Linked DNA regions of Zea mays: regions 2 and 3 are each linked to region 1. Evidence: chromatin contacts called from public Hi-C data. All regions are on one chromosome and are shown on one strand. The core of a region is the stretch at or near the end of the contact, and the rest is flanking DNA. Distances in the headings are between cores, read along the strand shown.

The links. Hi-C and Micro-C count contacts between places; a contact is called where the count stands out from the background.
Region 2: a contact with region 1 is called in a Hi-C map of bundle sheath, with 4 times the contacts expected there. The contact joins the promoter of LOC100381608 here to the promoter of LOC100191555 in region 1. A contact is called at or near these places in 7 of 25 Hi-C or Micro-C datasets (bundle sheath, ear, leaf and 2 more).
Region 3: a contact with region 1 is called in a Hi-C map of leaf, with 4 times the contacts expected there. The contact joins the promoter of LOC100502179 here to the promoter of LOC100191555 in region 1. A contact is called at or near these places in 6 of 25 Hi-C or Micro-C datasets (ear, endosperm, leaf and 2 more).

Annotation. Positions count from the first base shown.
Region 1 is chr5:45,669,548-45,673,774 of Zm-B73-REFERENCE-NAM-5.0, reverse strand. It overlaps LOC100191555, which reads right to left and starts at 2,065. Exons shown (of 3, transcript NM_001294148.1): 1 at 1,715-2,065; 2 at 1,559-1,634. The coding sequence starts at 2,000. The coding sequence ends at 1,606. It also overlaps the pseudogene LOC103626292.
Region 2 is chr5:45,914,550-45,918,776 of Zm-B73-REFERENCE-NAM-5.0, reverse strand. It overlaps LOC100381608 (WEB family protein At5g16730, chloroplastic), which reads right to left and starts at 2,190. Exons shown (of 3, transcript XM_008645719.4): 1 at 1,612-2,190; 2 at 763-1,123; 3 at 1-618. The coding sequence starts at 1,634.
Region 3 is chr5:45,438,406-45,442,632 of Zm-B73-REFERENCE-NAM-5.0, reverse strand. It overlaps LOC100502179, which reads left to right and starts at 2,281. Exons shown (of 3, transcript NM_001196656.1): 1 at 2,281-2,799; 2 at 3,037-3,230; 3 at 3,302-3,933. The coding sequence starts at 2,447. The coding sequence ends at 3,187. LOC100286292 reads left to right here and starts at 1,078. Exons shown (of 1, transcript NM_001159179.1): 1 at 1,078-2,040. The coding sequence starts at 1,198. The coding sequence ends at 1,833.

The DNA.
Region 1 (4,227 bases), core at 816-3,315:
TGGAGTTCCTTCTCTGTCTTCTCCTTGTAGCGGTGGAACATCACAACGAACTGATCCCACTGCTCTGCGAAACGGCCAAAACTCTCTTTGAGCCGAGTGAATGCATCTGGAGTTGGAGAGGGCGGGTAGGAGGGTGTTGCGGCGGCTGATGGCGCGGCAGCTGGTGGTGGTGAGGGATGGGCGGCTGGTGGTGGTGAGGATAACCTGGAGCTGATACCAGGTGTCATGGACCTTCGGTCCATGGTGATAGCTGTCTTCTCCGGCGAGGTTATACCCCTCTGCCGCAGGCTTACCAAATTTATATTTTAGTTCCACAATTATTTTGTATTTTCGTCTTAAATAATAAAGGTAAGCCGAGATGTAAAAGGCTTAACCTTAAGTCATGTCAGGTAAGTCTATGGCAGCTCGAGGACGAGCTGGTCCTCAAGGGAGGGGGAGATGTCATGGGCATCATAGGGAGCGGTCACTCATGTGGGGCCGCACCTATGCGCGCCAAAAGCGAGAGGCCGCAGGGGGCGCTGGCAGCAGCGCGCGCAAGGAAGGCATGGCAAAGGAAAGCGCACGCAAGGAAGGCATGGCAAAGAAAAGCGCGCACAAGGAAGGCATGGCAAAGGAAAGTGACTGATTTGGTGGCTAAATTGATAGACCTAAATTGTAGGGGAGATAATTCCAATTAGTCACTTGCCTAATTAGTGGTTGCCTAGTTGGTCAACCGGTGGCCTATATATAGGCCTGTACGCAGGAGACAAAGGAAGAGGAATATATTATCAAACCAATCTCTCTCTCTTGCAATGACTCTCAAGCGCCTAGGGCTGCTACCCTAGAACCAAGCCTGCGGCAGAGGAGTATAACCTCGCCGGAGAAGACAGCTATCACCATGGATACCAGGTGTCTTCGGTCCATGGGGATAGCTGTCTTCTCCAGCGAGGTTATACCCCTCTGCCGCAGGCTTGGTTCTAGGGTAGCAGCCCTAGGCGCTTGAGAGTCATTGCAAGAGAGAGAGATTGGTTTGATGATATCTTCCTTTTCCTTTGTCTTCTGCGTACAGGCCTATATATAGGCCACCGGTTGACCAACTAGGCAACCACTAATTAGACAAGTGACTAATTGGAATTATCTCCCCTACAATTTAGGTCTATCAATTTAGCCACCAAATCAGTCACTTTCCTTTGCCATGCCTTCCTTGTGCGCGCTTTCCTTTGTCATGCCTTCCTTGCGCGCGCTTTCCTTTGCCATGCCTTCCTTGCGCGCGCTGCTGCCAGCGCCCCCTGCGGCCTCTCGCTTTTGGCGCGCATAGGTGCGGCCCCACATGAGTGACCGCTCCCTATGATGCCCATGACAGGCCCTTCCTGGGATTTTGTCCGGTCCCACCATGGACCCATATTTGGGCTGGTGACAGCCTCCCAAAATTGTAGGGATGCATACTTGCAGAGTGATTGCAATGTATTTCCAGCATCACAAATGGCTTTGGAATGAAATTTCGGTTTCCACCACATAGATTAATTATTCATAGAAAGGAAAACATTTCATTTGAAGCTGCGCTTAGTTCAGGCATCACCTCTCCAATCCAGGAACAGCAGCACGAGAAGCAAGGCAGCAGCGCCGCTACTCCGCCTTGACGGTCTTCTTGGGCTCTGCGAAGCAGAAGAAGCAACAGCCAAATAAACCAATAGATCATGCCGGGATAAGGATAAGACGAGGCATGGATTCTGACCGTGGAGTTCAGGCGGGCGGGCATCCTTGCCCCAACCCACGCCGCGGGTAGCCTCTAGGTATTGGTCGACGAGGTGGCGGCACTTCTGGTGGTGGTTGATGCCCTCGATGCGGTAGCACCAGCGGAGGCGCTCCCGGATGATCTTGGCGGTCTCGATATGGATCCACTTCTCTCGCACCAGGTGTTCCCGGTACTCGAGCATCGCCACCGGGTCGGCATACGGGTTCTTCGGGTCGAAGTTATCCGGCGGCTGCTCGTCGAACTCAACCTTCGCCTTGCGCACCATCTTCTCCGATCGCCGCCGCCGCTGCCGCTCGCTAGGTCCTTCGATTGGGTGGAGGATGGGATTGGTGCGCTACATTCGGTCGGCCGGTCGGATGGGACTTGGAAGACGAAGCTGAATGGGTCCACGAGCCCATTATGCGAACTAGGCCTGTGGGCTGTTACTGACTAGAGTCGGCCTAACAAAATGATTAGAGTTGGCCCAATAGAATGACGAGTCAGCCCAACGAAATGAAGCGTAGGTGGGCCAAGAGACGACTAATCGGTAGGAGGCACCGATTCACCCAGGTGGAGGGCGGATTCGAGAAGAGCCGGCGCGATGAGCTCGCCGGCAAGGTCGACCGTCTCGGCGGCGAGTGGGGGAGCCGTCTCGGCCGCCGAAGACGTTGCCGATTCCATCGACGCGCTCTACCGCAAGGACGAGACCATGGCTGGTGATACGCCTCTCCCTTGTGCAAGCGTTGACAGGTGAATGCCTTAGAGAGTCAGAGTGACTGACCGATCGGATTGGCCTTACAGAACTCAAGTTTGAGGTGATGGAAGCGCTGCGGAGGTGAGGTCGCTCGACGATGACAATTGGATGTTCGCGCGCGTCGCGGTTCCGCATCAATCTCGAATCCAGAACTGGTATAGCAAGGGATTCCTCCTAAAATTAGTTGCATAACTTGGTTTTCTAACCAGTTTTTTTAATCTGTCTATATGGCTTGAGTTCAGTGTTCCTGTTCCTAATGAATGAACTGTGTACATTCCTGATACAGTTGCTACATTTGTACCCCATTGGGGCATGTGTTTTTCAGGTGCTTACATGCCCAAGCAACACGGGAAACTCTCGGAGCTGGGGCAAGCATCCAAGAAAACAAGGAACTTCTAGGGTGTAGATGTTTGTGCTTGCAAGAAGCCTAATTCATGACTCCATGATGATAGTGAAGGTGGGATTCCATCTAGGCTGTAGCGTCAAGGATGATTTTGTCCAGTTCCAAATCAATCTAGTTGCTTCCTGCTAGTTCAATTTCAAGCACATGTAAGGATTTTCGAGTGATTGAGATGTCAATGTCATGGTATTGTACTATTGTTCATGACTTGTGCCCTTTCTATCTTTTACAAACTCAGCCTGCCTTGTTTTTTCTTACATTCATGATCCATCGTTTACTTTCTGAAACAAATATGTATGACTTCTCAAGAGACACAATTGTCATTTTAGGGCTGATTTAGTGACCATATAGGGGTATTTGGTTCCGTCGATTAAAGTTTAGTTCATGTCACATTAAGTCTGTTTGGAAATATAATATTTTCTTAGTCTCAAGACAATACCGTAGAATTTTATTATACGTATTTTACACTAAAAGGCGTTTGGAAGCACATCTAAAAACTTTATATTTTAAACCATGGTTTTACCAATACAATGGTATTTTTGTGGTAAAAAAACTTTGGTTTGGACCAAAGTTTTTTTCTTGCACACAACTCTAGTCTTCTCTTCCCCTACGCTACAACTGAAATATTATGTCTCCAAATAAGTGTTGGATTAGACTGATGTAAAATACACTATAGTTATGTCATAGGATACAATACACTATGGTATTATAAAATGTGGTTTTGAGAAACAGAGTTCTCAAACAGGCCTTAAATGTTTGAATATCAATTGTGAGTATTAAATATGGGCTCAATTAGGTTTAATAAATTCATCTCATATTTTAGTATTTATATGTGTAGTTAATTTATAATTAGACTATATTTAATACCTGTAATTATCATTTAAACATTTGATGTGACAGAGACTAGATGGGTGGAACCAAACACCCCTTTAGTTGGAGAGATAGCAAAATGAAGGATCGAATAGGCGACTAGAGGGGGTGAATGGTGTCCAATAAAATTCAGTCTTTCAAAACTACAAATTAAGCACTTAATTTCAATAGAAATGAAGAAATTGTTCAAACAAAAAAAACACATCAACTAACCAGTGATTTCATGTTTTGAAAATGTTATTAAAATTCACACGATACCAAAGAAACAAATGGATCGCAAAATGAACACTGAAAAGTTTGAAACAATCCAAAATTGTATCGCTTTTCTAACGTTGTTTTTAGCAGCTTAAAATTTAGTTTTTGAATGCAAAATCGATCCAAACAGACTCCGATTGAGCTAAAATTTTCCACACTTTTACAAGTGAGTTTCTCAGGTGTCCACAAATTTTGAACTCAAACAGGTTTAAACTTCAATAGCATACCAGAAAA
Region 2 (4,227 bases), core at 941-3,440, 240 kb before region 1:
AAGGACTATTGCCTTCTCAAGTTTGCCTTTCAGAGATGAAACCTCGGACCTCAGATTCTTAACAAGAAGCTCAGCTTCACGGCTTTTACTCTCTTCGCTGGCAGCACTCGAATCAAGCAAGCCTTTCAAGCGAGCAGCTTCATTTGAGAGGATCTCCACCTTCTCCGCATTGGCCTCAGCGATCTTCATTGCATCATCTGCATGGCCAAGTGCAGCTTTCTTGGCGTCGTTCACCATGGAAAGATCACGTCTGAGCCTCTCCAGCTCCTCCGTTGTGTTGACCAACGTCTCCAAGTCCGCGGCGTGCTGGCCATGCACGCACTCAATCTCCCTCTGCCACTCCTCCTCCCGCCTCTGTGCCTCATCGATGCCTGCCTGCTCCAGCTCATCCGCGCGGAACTTCTCGATCTCAGTGGCCTCCTCGGCCCACCTCTTGGCCATGAGGGCATCCTGGAGCTTCTCGTGAGTCTCATCAGCGACTCTCTTGGCCTCGTTGAGCTCCCCGACAAGACGGTCCCTCTCTCCGAGGATGAATGCCAGTTGATCCTTGGCCTTCTTCAGGTCCTCATGGGTGGACTCAAGCTGTGCCTGCAGTTCGGCCTCCCTCCGGAGCTGCTTCTGCCATCCCAGCGACAAAAATCACAGTGATCAGGCATAGGCGTGCATCAAGATCAGACAGGGCGTTAGCAATGCAGCACCTGTTCCTCCTTCAGTGAGAGAGGAAGAAAACCAGGGCAGCGCAGTTCGGTGCAGTACACTTACTTCAGGAGTGGTGCCGATCTTGGGCACCCGGCGCTCGACGACGGGCTTGGTGTCCACGGATCTCGGGGAGCGGTCGAACGAGAGGCGGGGCTTCTGTGCGGCGGCCGATGGCGGCGAGTTGGGCTCGGACTTGAAGGGGCCCGCGCCGTTGCTGCGGGAGCGCGGCGTGGACGGCGTGCCGACGCTGCTCCTCCTGGTGCCGCCCGGCGTGGAGGGGCGGTGGCTGGAGGAGGGCGTGGACGGGCGGTGGTTGGAGGAGGGCGTGGAGGGGCGGTGGTTGGAGGACGGCGTGGAGGGGCGGTGGTTGGAGGACGCCGTGCTCGGCCTGCCCCTGCTGATGGGGGACTCGTTCGGCCCAGATCTGTCAATGGCGACATCCATCGTTAATTAATTAAAAATCGAAAATCTATTATTCTCTGTTGCCGAATCGAGCGCAAGCTCATGAACCGACGCGTGTGGCATGCAGCTGTGAGAGACGGAGTGGCCGTTACGGTCCGAATTTGAGGATTTACAGACATGAAACACCATCTGAAGAAAGGCACATTCGCGTGTGGCGGAAATCACCAGACGAGACGGTACACCACATTTGACGATGAAAAGCAACTACGGCGCAGGGAAATCGGCGAAGAAGAGAGCCAAGAAAAAAACACCAAATGAAGCGTCGGGTCTAGCTGGATTACTGGATACTACTAGATCTGCCATTGAAGAAAAGAAGAGAAAACCGACAGGCGGAACAAGAGCGCGAGCAAATAAAAATAAGAGAGAGAGAGAGAGAGAGAGAGAGAGAGAGAGAGAGAGAGAGAGAGAGAACGCAAGGGTCCGGGAGCAGGGAGGGCGAAAGTAATTCACCTCGATCTGGAGGACGGCAGCATTGTGGACGTGTGGTGGTGTGAGGCCGGGGCAAGGGAGGAGTGCCCGGCCGACTGGAGAAGTGGAGAGTGGGGGTGCCGGTGGGAGGCGGAGGGGGAGGGACGGGGAAGCAGCAGGAGGCACAAAAAGCCTGCAAAGCCAAAAGGCGGCCGAAAGGGCTGTGGGAGGCGAGGTGTCAGGTGTGCAGGCCGCCAGACGCCCAGGCCAGAGGAAGCAGCGTCCGTCCGTCGTCTCCCGTCGCCGACGGCAAAGCGAATTCCTCGTTCCCGAACTACTCCTACGTGCTACACTGCTCCATCTCCGGCTGCGAGGACGAAGAAGGTGAGAGCGGTCGTTGGCTGGCTGGCTCGTCGCGAGCTGCGGTACACTGTGGCTCTATGCCTCTATAGTGCATCGTCATCCTTGCTCGTGCGTTTTAATTAATCATCACGAGGAGGAAGGTACCCGTGCTGCTGCTACAAGTAGAACTAGAATTAAGTGCCCTCTTGGGGCTGGGAGGTGAGATTGGTTCGCCAACAGCACCTACTGGTTGCAGTGCTGGGATGCAAATTATGGGCCCCACCGTGGCTACCACATGCTGCAGTATCTGCTAGTATGATTTAGGCTCCGATAAAAATTAAAGGCCTGCTTGGAAATACAATTTTGAAATGATGTAGTTTTGAGATACTATAGTTTACAACTGTACATGACAAAAAATACTATGGTATTACTTTATCACAGTAAAACCATAGTATTCCTCAAAACCGAGATCTGTTTGGTTTTATTGGAAAAACAAAGTATATGTAGAGAGAAGAGAAGAAAACTGAGGTCCTGAGTGGAGTTTCAAAAACTCCAAAAATACCACGGTTTTAGGTAAACCATGATATTTAAAACTGTGTTTTGCCTGTACAAACCAAACACCTTTTGTGTTTCAATACTATAGTATCATCAAATACCATAGTATTGTTTCAAAACTAAAAAAACTACGTTTCCAAACATGGCCTAAGCTAAAGTTATTGCTAGTGCTAGTGATGCATACATAAAACACACACAAAGATACTAGCAGTTGCAACCGCATCGACAGTAATTCACCCGACCGTGCGTAATGGCCCGTTCGGTTGTTGCCGACGGACGCAGACTGAGCAACCTCGACGTGGTTTGCGTCGTGCCCTGCACTTCCAATCTAGCATAATCTAGTACACTATCCGTCCAATTCATTATACTTATACGCTTACTTAACTATCTAAAGTTTAAATAATTTTGTAGAGAAAAAAAGTAATACCCATAAGGACATGTTGAACCTAGATACATGGTCGTGGTTCTCTAAATACTAAATACAAGTAAGGAACTCATTCGTACAATCCAATATTTATATTTTATTCGCTATAACCTCTCAAAAACACAACTCATTTATATAGGTTATATGGGTATACCCATATTTTAGACTTAGAGAATAATGCTAGACATTACTTCAACAAAATAAGTCTATTATGTTTTTTGCACTTTTTCCTTAGATATCCCTTACGATATAGATCATTTATGTGGGTTGTAATGCCCAAACACTAGGTCTGAGAGTACGCACAACCTCGTTTATGATGGTCTTTATGGGTTAAATGAAAAAATATATAAGAGACATCTGTCTCTACATGACTATCCGTACAATCTCTTAAATATATTTATGATATGAATGATTTTAAAAACACATCATCATATCAGGTAGTTTCTTAAATGTCACTTTTATTTAGAAAATCAATCAAAAATCTCTGGTTTATAGATGCCCTAAGGGCATGTACAATGCATATTAATGGGTTGTGTCTTGGGGCATGTCTAGAAGATAATTGTAAAATGTATTCATGAAGACACATCTATGACTTGATTTTCTAAGCATCCGTGCCTAGTATCTAGTCGGGTCGGGTAGGTCATACCTCTCTATTGGACAACATGTCGGTCAGGGTTTTTTTAGGTTGAGTCAGGTTTTTGACTTTGGGTTGGATCAGGTTTTGGGTCATAAATCATAGCTTATACTCAGCCCGTGAAATATTGTGGGTCAAAAACTATGGCACATACCCGCCTGTTGTATTGATCGGATCGGATCAAGTTTTTTCGGGCGGGTCGAATCAAGTTAGTTGGGTTAGGCGACCCATACTCAATTCTAGTACCTACAAGTGTTTAAATTGTGTCTACTTAAAATCCACATCAAGTGTTGAAAGGGAAATGTGCCCTTGGGCCATTTCTAAGTATTTTGGTGATCAAGTGCCAACACAAATGGTTTAAGTGTGAAACTATGTCAAATGGTGGAAGAAGTGCAAAGTCAATACAAAGGTATGATTCTAGACTTAGTACATTGGTTTTTGTATACTAACATATTTGTCTAAGTGCTAGAATCAGAGAAAATACAATTGGAAAAGACTTGGCTCGAGCAGCCAAGACTCTGCTCAGTCTGGGTGCACCGGACAGTGTCCGGTGGTGCACCGGACAGTGTCCGGTGTGCTAGGCTGGCGTCTGGTCAACTGGCTGCTCTCGGGTCTCGACGGCGGCGTACGGCTATAAATCACCGGACTGTCCGGTGGTGCACCGGACTGTCCGGTGAGTCGTCTGCGGCGAAGTCGATGCTCT
Region 3 (4,227 bases), core at 1,032-3,531, 230 kb after region 1:
AGGAAAAGAAAAAGAACTACAGGAAGGCCAAGGGCGAGGCACACATCGGGAAGGAATGGGACTCCGACTGTTCCTCATCCGACTCCGAAGATGAAGGACTAGCTGCCTCGGCTTTCAACAAGTCTTCGCTCTTCCCAAACGAACGACACATGTGCCTTATGGCTAAGGAGAAGAAGGTACGTATTCGAGATACTCCTAAGTATTCTTCTTCTAGCGATGAGGAATCCTGTGACGACGAAGTAGATTACACTGATTTGTTTAAAGGACTAGATAGAGCTAAAGTAGACAAAATAAATGAATTAATTGATACTCTTAATGAAAAGGATAGACTGCTAGAAAAGCAAGAAGATATTTTATATGAGGAACATGATAAATTCATTAGTGTTCAAAAATCTCTTGTTGTAGAAGTTAAGAAAAATGAAATATTGTCATCTGAATTGTCCTCCTGTCATGAATCAATTTCTAGTTTAAAGAATTTAAATGATGATTTGAATACTAAGCTAGAGAAAGTAAATACAACTAATATATATATATATATATATATATATATATATATATTATATACTTTCTGCTTATATATTTCTATTGTATATATATAGACTGGTCTGACACATTAAGACATTCTAGGCTATTTGGGTCGACCTAACATAGATAACTAATTGTAGGCTATGCCCTGAGCCGATTACTGAGTATGCGGGCTGGCATAGAACGACTCATAATTAGAGATATGATTTTACAGGCTATATCTTTATAAGTCGTACGCTTATAAGCTTGTATCGTGCCGTGCCAGACCCAAACATACGATTGACACAGACACACTAGAGAAGGAAACTGGTTGTAGTCGTTTTAGGGAATGTTTTTCCTTCAAAATTCGAGGATCTCAAATAAAAAAAAAGTCATTCCGACTACGTGCCTCCCTCTATTGTATGGTAGGAGTATATACTAATATACATAGTTGTGATCTGCCATGTTGGCCGGCCGGCGGCCAGGTCTTCGGAGTTCCGGCGCGTGGTGCCGTGTCGTGCCACAGTTTGGAAAACTGCTATTCGTTGTCAGTTGTTGGCTTGTTGCCCTCTCATGTCATATACGTACTGATACAGGGCGTGCCGACTTTCCAGGGCGCCAATTCCCCTCCAAGATCCGTCTTCTCCGGCCGCTCCACCCAATTCGTCGTCCTCCCCGCCTCCGGATCTGAACATGAGCGACGCGACCACGGCCCCCGCCACCGGAGCCGGGGACCACGTTGTCGATGCCGCCGCGCACAAGCCGCCGGCTGCCCCGTCGCCGGACATGGCAAGCATCAGACGGGGCGGGAGCTCCGTGACCGAGACAGTCACCCAGGCAACGCAGCAGCAGCAGTCGCGGCTGGACGACGACCAGCTGGCGGAGCTGCGGGAGATATTCCGGTCCTTCGACCGCAACGCCGACGGCAGCCTGACGCAGCTGGAGCTGGGCTCCTTGCTCCGGTCCCTGGGCCTGACGCCCAGCGCCGACCAGCTCGACGCGCTCATCACCCGTGCCGACACCAACTCCAACGGCCTCATCGAGTTCTCCGAGTTTGTGGCGCTCGTGGCCCCCGACCTCCTCCAAGACCGGTCCCCTTACTCGGAGGACCAGCTCCGCAAGCTCTTCGCCATCTTCGACCGCGACGGCAACGGGTTCATCACCGCGGCCGAGCTGGCGCACTCCATGGCCAAGCTCGGCCACGCGCTCACCGTCAAGGAGCTCACGGGAATGATCAAGGAGGCAGACACCGACGGCGATGGCCGCATCAATTTCCAGGAGTTCTCGCGCGCCATCACCGCCGCCGCATTTGACAACATCTTCTCCTGACCGACCGACCGACCGAGGCCGCAAACAGGATGCGTTGTGTCGATCATCGATTCAGTTCTTGGTGATTCTCAGTTTTCAATTTGTTCGTCTTCTTTTGGGGAGATTAATTTAGGAAGCTATAGATGAGGTGAGGTGTTCTTATGAATAACAGATCAAACAAAAAAGGAATCAATTTAGGGACAAATTACATGCATGGTTGATTGTGTTCGTCTATTTCCATGATTGTTTGCGAGCCCGTTACATTTGTGCATGCCATTTTAGTCTTTGTAAATATGTTGGGCGGATCGCGAATAATCGAGTCAAGACTAGAAATCATCACCCTTCCTGTACAACACCAATAAATGAGACGTCTCTACAGCCGTCTCTATGGGGTTTTCTGTAAAATTTGTATCCACCGGGCTCTCTGTGGATAGCCCGTCTCTGGTGCGTTGCTCGATGGGGAAGAGACGGGGACGGCTCAGGCTGTACATGTTCGAGTGTCTCTTCCAGATCCGATGCGGATTGCCAGCTTCATTCCCTCCAAATTTCTATCTTCGCGCGGGTTTTTTCATTTCGCGTTGCGCTTTCCTTTTGGGCCCATTCTGAACTGAAGCAGTGCCAGGAGAGATCGGCCATGCAGCAGAAGACGGGCGCCGCTGCAGGCATCGGCTTGCGACGGTCGACCTCCACTGCCCCGACAAGCCGCCGCTGGATCCCACCTTCCCCCGCTGTGGCCCCTTTGCCCGCAGCCGCCCCGTCCGCGGTTGCCCCATCTGGCCCGTATGCAACCACCAGCGCCGCCCAGGCAGGCTCCCCGTCAGCGTCACCAGACGACGCGCTGCTCTCCCGCGGCGCGCGGATGGGTTTCCGCGTCGGCACCCCGCCCGACCCGTCGTCTTGTCCAGGCGGTGCACGGCTCTACAACGCACCAACAGCGGCAATGTTCCCCTCCACCACCGGCCCGTCGTTCTTTGATTTGCTTCAAAGGTAAGCAGAGTCTGATTCTTGAATTGCATTAGCTTTGTTGAAGATGGTAGGAGAGGAAATATCTCTCGTCCATTAGCAGTAAACATACAAGAAATTTCGTCTTTGGATAATCATGAACAACCAGATCTGCATAATCAAATGTATGTTTAACACAACTGAACAAGCTTCTTTGGATAATCAGATGTATGTTAAACTGAGTGGTTGTACCAAATCTGAGTGTTTGTTAAACTTTTGCAGCTTCGAGGGCATCATGAGCTGTATGATGATTCAGCCACACAACCAGCCCAAAAATGCTCATTTTATTGGACATCTGGGACATACACTAAATAACCCTATTAACATTCAGGTGAAGATGCTTATGAAGAAGATGAGATGGAGATGGAGTTAGGACCGTGGCACGACTAATCTAGAAACAAAAAGATGGGAGAGTGGTAGGCTTGTAATCAAGTTTTTGATATCTTGTGCATGTTTTATTTAGAATTTAGAATTTCTTTTTTTGTAGATGAGTGCATGGCTCAAACACTCTGTTGACTCAATTAGGGGAAACAGCAAAAAATCTGAACAATATTGGTCGGATGTGGCACAAGAGTACAACCTGACTACTCCAAAGAACAGACAGAGGACTAAAAATCAGGTTAAGGAGAGGTGGCAGTGGCACAAGATAAATAAGTGGGCTAGCATGTTCAATGACTGTTATTTGAAGGTTAGGACTTAGGAGGATATACACCGGTGGGTATTCTGATGAAATGTGGTTAGAGAAAGCACCAACTATATGAGCAAGAGACTAAGGGACCACATTTCATTTTAATGAATGTGTGGAACATGGTTCGGAGTTTGGCAAAGTGGATTAGTATAACAACCCAATCCAGACTAAGAGGAAGGAGACACAGAAGGATAACAATGTAGAGGGATGTGGACTTGATGATATTGATCTTCCTCGGTCAATGGGACAGAAGAAGGCTAAACATGCTGCATGTGAAAGAAAAGGAAAAACAAAAGATAGTGCCATAGACATCGATGAGCTTGATAGATTTGAGAAGATCCAGAATGATGTTCGTGCTAATCGGCTTAAGCTACTAGAAATGCAAGGAAAGTTAAATAACGACAAGATGGAGCTATCAAAAATTGCTCTCCAATAAGCAAAGGAAGGGAAAGATGCAAAACTAATTGAAAAGGAAACAAAGATGATGGAAACTTATTCCACCCTCCTCAATCAAGACACTTCTGGAATGACCGATGATATGAAAGTTGAGCATGTTGCTGCTCTCAAATGTTTTAGGCACAAATTGCCCCAGATTTACCTTAAAATGTTGTAACCTTACTACTAGTCCTGTCCCTAGATTTTTATTGTGAACCTATGGTTACCTGAACTTATGGTTATCTGAACCTATGGTTATCTAAATTTGTGCCTATCTGATTCCTATTGTT